Linked DNA regions of Arachis hypogaea: region 2 is linked to region 1. Evidence: chromatin contacts called from public Hi-C data. All regions are on one chromosome and are shown on one strand. The core of a region is the stretch at or near the end of the contact, and the rest is flanking DNA. Distances in the headings are between cores, read along the strand shown.

Region 1 (3,692 bases), core at 1,171-3,670:
TTCCTCACAATAATCAGTAAAAACGGCTGGGACATCTAGTTTTTCAATTAACTCCTGTTATTTTGACACCAAAATAGAAAAGGAGTAACATAAAACGCACTTCGAATATACCCTAATTGTTGTTTGTTTAAGTACAATAATAAAGAGGAAGGTAGAACCTATAACTAACACCAAAATAAAGGATAAGAACATGGTAATGACATACAATACTAGGTAACCAACTTGGATAGGCAGCAATGCCACCATTTGGAGCAATCACTAGATGAGGGGAGGAATCCTGCAAGTATAATGTTAATTAAGAGGAATTTATTGTGTTCAAGTACAGCAACATATTCGAATTCAGGAACAAGCATTTCTCAATATTAGTTTTATATTGGTTCTTATCTAATATTAAATTAGATACCTTAACAATATCTCTATATCGGTCGTGATAGAGTCCATGCCACAGCTGCAGTGTTACTGCCGAAGTAATGCCACTCTGTGTTGATAAAATGGCATTTTCACTCGCTGATTTGCAGGTACTCTGGTCTTCATTGGAAGAAGCATATCTGGAAATGCTGATCTTCTCACCATCCCTGTTAACACGGAGGGATGAAGGACAAATAGTTAGAGCAAGTAGTGTCGAGTATCAGCTCATAGAACATTTATTTACTGATTACAGCAATGCATCAGACCTTTGTGGAGGAATTGCAGGTCCAACAAGTTCAATATGAATATGTACGCCGGGGAAGAGTGCCTGTAGTTCTCCAAATACATCTAGTTGTAGCAATTCTTTCTCAGGTCCTTCCATTAAAAAAAAAAATGATCATTAATGCTTGAATATGTAGTGTAAAAAAGAATTCATATTTAAATTTGAATGCTTCAAAAGAACGGGGAGTTTTTAAGAAATTATATACCAAGGTAATGTAGGTACAACTTATCACAGACTTCAGGATTCAGGGTTCCAATTCCAACTAGTTGAGCAGCATGATATATTGTAAGTGGCTGAAACAGGCAAAGCATACAATTTAAAAAATAAAAAATAAAAGAAGTTATCAAAGATATTGTGGGTTATATCCTTCTTACACCTCTAATTTTATCAGAGGAGGAAACTTTCAATGGTGGTTTCTGCTCTATTAAGTAGTCAACAGAAAACAAATACATTCCGCAAGTTCCAGTTTATAATTTGCAAGGTGAAATTAGAAATTCTTTTCTTTTTTAAATATTTTCAAACACTAGTGGGAAAATTGTTTTAAAGGCCCTGCACATTCCATCTAACATTAACTACATCAAAAGATTAGGTCCATTCCCCTTCTTGTACTTCTTTAGTTACAAACAAACTAAAAAAGCCTAATTGTTACATAATCATACCCAGTGAAATGGGATAGACACTTTTGAGAAAGAAAAAAAGAAAGAAAAGGGGCTACACAATCATACCCAGTGAAGCAGCAGAGCAGCAGGCGAGTCCAGTGGAATGCACCTCCAATTATAGTAGTCACTCCAACTATGCAACTGCACCGGAATTTGAGATTCGGGTGCTAAACATTTATATATTGGATTTTATTTTCTTTTCAATTTAATACATATGAGGAACTTGGAATGGAGAAACAAGCTTCAATTGTATTACCATAACAAGGATACAAATTTCTTGGAAGATCCCAACTGTTGTTTAACCTGCCAAAACTAAACTCCTTAGACCAAAGCTTGTTCTAAGCCAAGTAAATACACCATAAAATGTCTGAACTTTCTATTTTGTAATGATTAGGGCAAACATAATTTTGATTAACAAAAAGTTTCAGAATATGAAGCTTGAAGGAAACAAGAGAACCGTAAACAATCAAATGAAGCAGACGATTCGCCACAACGGCATTCGATCATCCACATCCCCTTTTGATGGATTCCCCTCTTGCTCAAGAAAGAACACCTAGTTTCCTGCTTCAAACAAATCTGTTGAAAAAGCTAAATTAGCATAAAAAAAACATATATGAACACTTTACGGTAACAATGTTTTCTTTGAAGGTTGTTAGAATCAGAAATCACCTGAACTGTAGCTTCTTGAGAGAAAGTGAAAGGAAAATCATTGAGTAAATGCACACTCTCCATCTGTTGCTCTAACCTATCACACTCATGTTTGTGGCTACTCCAGTGTTCAATCTAGGGTTCAAAGAAAAAACGGAGAGATATGAAGAAATTTGTGAAACGCAGAACTATTCAGCGAGCGAAAATATGTTCAAAACTGCGGATCAGAAATTGAGATAGAGAGAGGGACCTGATGAGAGAGAGAGCAATAAGCGACGGCTCCGCAGCGAGCGCAGGGCCTGGTGGCGGCGCCGGTGCAGCGCGTTCTTCCGCTGCCCTTCGCGGCGCACTCCATCTTCTCCTCCGACGTTTCTCTCTGCAATCGGTGCTCATGTGCATGGCGTGTGTGGCCCAGCCCAAGTCTCCAAGCCCACTAGGGCCCATTTCTATGTTATCTTGGACCAAGATTGATTAGTTGAGCAAAGTCCATTATCATTTTCAATAAACGGATTTTTAGTGATAAGATAAAAACAAAATAAAAAAACAACTTGAACGGATTACTTGATTAGTCCACTTATTCCGCAACCTCTTAATTGAGTATGAGAAGATTATGCCATTTGAGTTATAACTCATTGGTGATACCTCTTAATTGAGTATGAGAAGATTATGCCATTTGAGTTATAACTCATTGGTGATTAGTCCACTTATTTATTTTTTTTTATCAAAGATAGGAGACTCGAACCCGTAACCTCTTAGTTGAGTATGGGGAGACTATGTCATTTGAGCTATTACTCAGACTAAAAACTTGAAAAGATAGGAGACTCGAACCCGTAACCTCTTAGTTGAGTATGGAGAGACTATGCCATTTGAGCTATTACTCAGACTAAAAACTTGAAAAGATAGGAGACTCGAACCCGCCCTCTTAATTGAGTATGGGGAGTCTATGCCATTTGAGCTATTATTCATTGGCTTAAAATTTGGAAAGATAGAAGACTCGAACCCGCAACCTCTTAATTGAGTATGGGGAGTCTATGCCATTTGAGCTATTACTCATTGGCAAAAATTTGGAAAGATAGGAGACTCGAACCCGCAACCTCTTAATTGAGTATGGGGAGTCTATGCCATTTGAGCTATTACTCATTGGCTAAAAATTTGGAAAGATAGGAGACTCGAACCCGCAACCTCTTAATTGAGTATGGGAAGTCTATGCCATTTGAGCTATTACTCATTGGCAAAATTTGGAAAGATAGGAGACTCGAACCCGCAACCTCTTAATTGAGTATGGGGAGTCTATGCCATTTGAGCTATTACTCATTGGCTTAAAATTTGGAAAGATAGGAGACTCGAACCCGCAACCTCTTAATTGAGTATGGGGAGTCTATGCCATTTGAGCTATTATTCATTGGCCAAAATTTGGAAAGATAGGAGACTCGAACCCGCAACCTCTTAATTGAGTATGGAGAATCTATGCCATTTGAGCTATTACTCATTGGCAAAAATTTGGAAAGATAGAAGACTCGAACCCGCAACCTCTTAATTGAGTATGAGGAGTCTATGCCATTTGAGCTAGTCTATGCCATTTGAGCTATTACTCATTGGCAAAAATTTGGAAAGATAGGAGTTGAGTATGGGGAGTCTATGCCAGACTCAAACCCGCAACCTCTTAATTGAATATGGGGAGTCTATGCCATTTG
Region 2 (4,023 bases), core at 1,156-3,655, 260 kb after region 1:
TATATATATATATTTATATAATATCGATATTTTAGTTATTTTAATATTTTTTATAATAGAGATATTAGTTATTTTTTATAAAAAAATATTAATTTAGATCAGTTTAAAATTTAATTTGTTAATTTTTTAGATAAATTAATTTGTCCGGTTTAATTTTAATAAAAATAACACAGTTTAATTAATTATATGTGTTAAATTTTAATTTTTTAAAAATATTTTTAAAAAAATATTTTTAACATCTTTATCTAAGTGACTCCCATTTTAAAAAATAGATATACTTTCATAAAATTATCTTCACATAAAAATAATATTATGAATATTTAAATTATTTAATCAAATATATTTAAATTAAATATATTAAATAATTTAACAATTTACAATATGATCTTCACTTAACGATGTCTCCACAAGAGCATTTGTCTTTCAAAGTTCAAACAAAACATCTTGGATCCTTAGACCATCTCCAGTAGGGAACTCATTTCAGTTCATATTTATGGCCCACTTGTCATAAAAAGTAACTCCACATCAGCTTTTGCTTCATAAACAGTAAATAGAAACTCAAAACATCTCTCTCTTCTCCATTAGAAAGAACTCACTTTAGTCCCATTGTAGTCCCACTTAATTAATTAATTAAAATACTTAAACTTAATATAATTAATTTTTTCAATAATATTTTAAATTTATAAATTTAAAAATAATTCACTATTAAAAAATATTAATATTAAACAAATTCATACATAACAATAATACACAATATATAATTCAAAATTATACTAATTTATAAAATTACTTAATACAAAAAAATTCTTACAACGGTTAATTTTAATAATGTAGTTAGTATTTTAAATTTTAAAAATTATTTAATAAATTAATTATGATTTAATTATTTAATTATGTAAATGTTAACATTTTAATTATTTAATCTAATTAATTATTATAATTATTAATAAATTAATTATACTTTAATTATTTAATATAAATTATTAATCAAATAAAAATATAATTATTTATTATAATTATTATTAATTTAATTATTATTTAATTATTTAATATAATTATTTATTTTTATAATAACTTGTCATGTGACAAGTTATTATTGGTTACAATGAGTCCCTCTGAATGGAGACTCTCTCTTCTTAAACAACGTGCTGGGACTCATGTTGGTTATGCTCCAATAGTAGGTCCCTTAAATGTCAGAAAAAATTAAATGGAACTCATCCATTAGAGATGTTCTTAGACCATCTCCAGTAGAAAACTCATCCAAGTTCCTGTTTATGGTCCACCTGTCATAAGAAGTAACTCCACATCAACTTTTGTGTCATAAACTCAAAGCATCTCTCTCTTCTCCATTAGGAGGAACTGACTTTAGTCCCTATTGTGGTCCCACTTAATTAATTATTATAATTATTTAATTTAATTAACTATTATAATTATTATTAAATTTAATTTTATTTAATTATTTAATATAATTTAATTATTTAATATAATTATTTATTTAATTATAATTTTATATGTATTTATTTAAAAGGTAACTTGTGGCAAGTTATCATTGGTTATGTTTGATTCCTGCTCAGAGGGATTCTTCTGCCTTGGCCTCCGTGAAGGAACTCATCTTTCTCCTTCTCCAACTATAAATTCCACCATGTGTCAGAAAAAAGTGGAATGAGGACCACTCATTGGAGCTGCTCTTACTGTATAGGTTGGCGTCAGCATGACCATCAAGTCAACCAAATCCTTCACCACAAATTTCTGTAATGGAACTTCTCCCTTTTTTCTTGTGCCTTTTTAGCTTCTAGAAGCAACTAATCTAACTTTTCATTAATCATTAAAATAATATATGAGACACCATTTTTAATTTTAACTCACATATTATTTGCTACTAAATAGTATGGTATGTTAATTAATAATTTATTTTTCTTTATCTTTTTTTAAATATTCACGGTCGAACACGTTAACTAATTCATTCAACAATATATAAATCAGAATAACTCGCAAGTTAATGTATATAAATAAGATACCTTTAATTATAATTGGTAGTATAGTAAGACAAAGTCAAAGATAGGATAACTGTGCCATGATGATAAATTAATGGCATTTGACTCGAAAAAGAAAAAAAGCTTTTGGATTTGGAGCATTATTCTAGTGCCACCTCAAACCCCGCATGCAATATTAACATGTTTGACATAGTTAGTGGAATAGTGCACAAGTGACAAGTCTCTTTCAAACACTACTTAATTCACATATCCTTTTGTAGTTTGACCAAATCCTGCCACAAAAGTACTAAAATACCCCTCAACTACGCCATTTACTCATTTCTAAGATCCAGGGTCATGTTGGTCATTGCATGGTTTAATAAAATTGGAAACTACCAACTAACGACATTTATCAGCTTACTTCTTTTGAAACTTTCAGACACTAACAAAACCAATATAACAAGAAAATGGACAAACTTTCAATTATAATCAACGGAAAGAACAGAAGAAGAAGAAGAAGTAGAAGAAAAAGTGCATTAAAATTTCTTGTCTTAGGATTTAGAAAACCGTGTGATGAATGTAATCTAATCCATGCTTCATTCTCTAATGTTATGGCTCTGAAGAATGCTGTGCTTCTTCTGAGCCTTCTCTTTGTTTCACATATTTTTTTTATACAAACATGTTATTCCCAAACCAATTTTGATCCTCAGAACATTGAGACTTTCTATCCAATTGAAACACCAGAAGAACCACCATTACCAACAACAAATCCAGAAGAATCACCGCCATCATCGCCATCTCCATCACCATCATCAAACAGTAAAGTAGCAAAGGCTGTAGCTGCAACTGCAGCATGCACACTAGCTGTTTGTGGAATTGTGTTCTTCTTAGGTCTAAGGTGCTTCAGAGCAAAGAAGAGAATTGACATAACCAACACTACTACAACAACCATGGCTGCTTCTTCTGCAACACACAGAGATTATAGGAATGTTGTGGTGCCTCTGCCTCAGCCTCGACCTCAACCTCAGGTGAGTGTGTATGAGAGAATGGAAGGTAACATAAAAGGGCTGATTGTTGATGAGAATGGTTTGGATGTTGTATATTGGAAAAGGCTTCAAGATGGTAAGAACTCAAAAGAGGTATTGGGTAAAAGTCACAAAAACAAAGAAGAAAGCGATCACGAAGGATATTATGATCAAAGGACACAACCTGAATCTAATGTTCAAGAAACTCCTTTGCTAAGAGGGTTATCTTCAAATTCTTCACATTTGAATATATTTCCTGTAGAACCATACACTATTATGAAGATTCCACCACCTCATCCTCCTCCTCCAATTAATGGTTTTGATAAACTTGATTTTGTTAGCCATTCACAACCAAAACCACCCTCCATTTCTTCATCATCAACTCCTACACCACTTTCACCTTCCACTCCAAGAATCCAAGATAGAAAAAGTTCAGCACCTACACTGCCGCCACCTCCACCACCTCCGCCACCAATTCCAAAGAGCCAAGCAGTGCCACCAGCATGTCCTCCACCAGTACCAGAAAGAAAGAGCCAAGCACCTCCACCACAACCACCTCCTCTTCCACCAATTACTGGTAGAAAGAGCCAAGCCCCGCCACCGCCGCCTCCACCGATTCCTTCTAGAAAGGGGCCACCAAAGGGAGGAAATCCAAAGTCATCATCAAAACCACCTCCTACCCCTATTGAAGCACCATCATACTTGAGAAAAGGCAAATCTAAAGATGAAGATATGCAAGAAACCGGCAATCGTCAAGTGAAACTGAAGCCTCTGCATTGGGATAAAGTCAATGCTAATCTTGATCACTCCATGGTTTGGGACAAAATTGACCGTGGCTCCTTCAGGTATAATACTAATATTCCTATCACATTCAATTCTCTGAAACTAATATGCAAATTTTGATCATTTGTTTTGGCACTTAGTGTTTACATATAATTCTTCAGGGTCGATGACGATCTTATGGAAGCTCTCTTTGGCTATGTTGTTAACCACAACACCCCAAAAGCGAATGATTCAGGGAGTCC

What was found. Hi-C and Micro-C count contacts between places; a contact is called where the count stands out from the background.
Region 2: a Hi-C map of leaf shows a contact between it and region 1, with 6 times the contacts expected there. The contact joins the promoter of LOC112750104 here to the promoter of LOC112750102 in region 1. A contact is called at or near these places in 3 of 8 Hi-C or Micro-C datasets (leaf and an unstated tissue).

What each region holds. Positions count from the first base shown.
Region 1 is chr15:30,246,882-30,250,573 of arahy.Tifrunner.gnm2.J5K5, forward strand. It overlaps LOC112750102, which reads right to left and starts at 2,421. Exons shown (of 10, transcript XM_029293352.2): 1 at 2,249-2,421; 2 at 2,020-2,133; 3 at 1,808-1,926; 4 at 1,607-1,653; 5 at 1,417-1,517; 6 at 897-984; 7 at 675-783; 8 at 404-575. The coding sequence starts at 2,353.
Region 2 is chr15:30,504,065-30,508,087 of arahy.Tifrunner.gnm2.J5K5, forward strand. It overlaps LOC112750104 (formin-like protein 4), which reads left to right and starts at 2,406. Exons shown (of 2, transcript XM_025798655.3): 1 at 2,406-3,843; 2 at 3,943-4,023. The coding sequence starts at 2,441.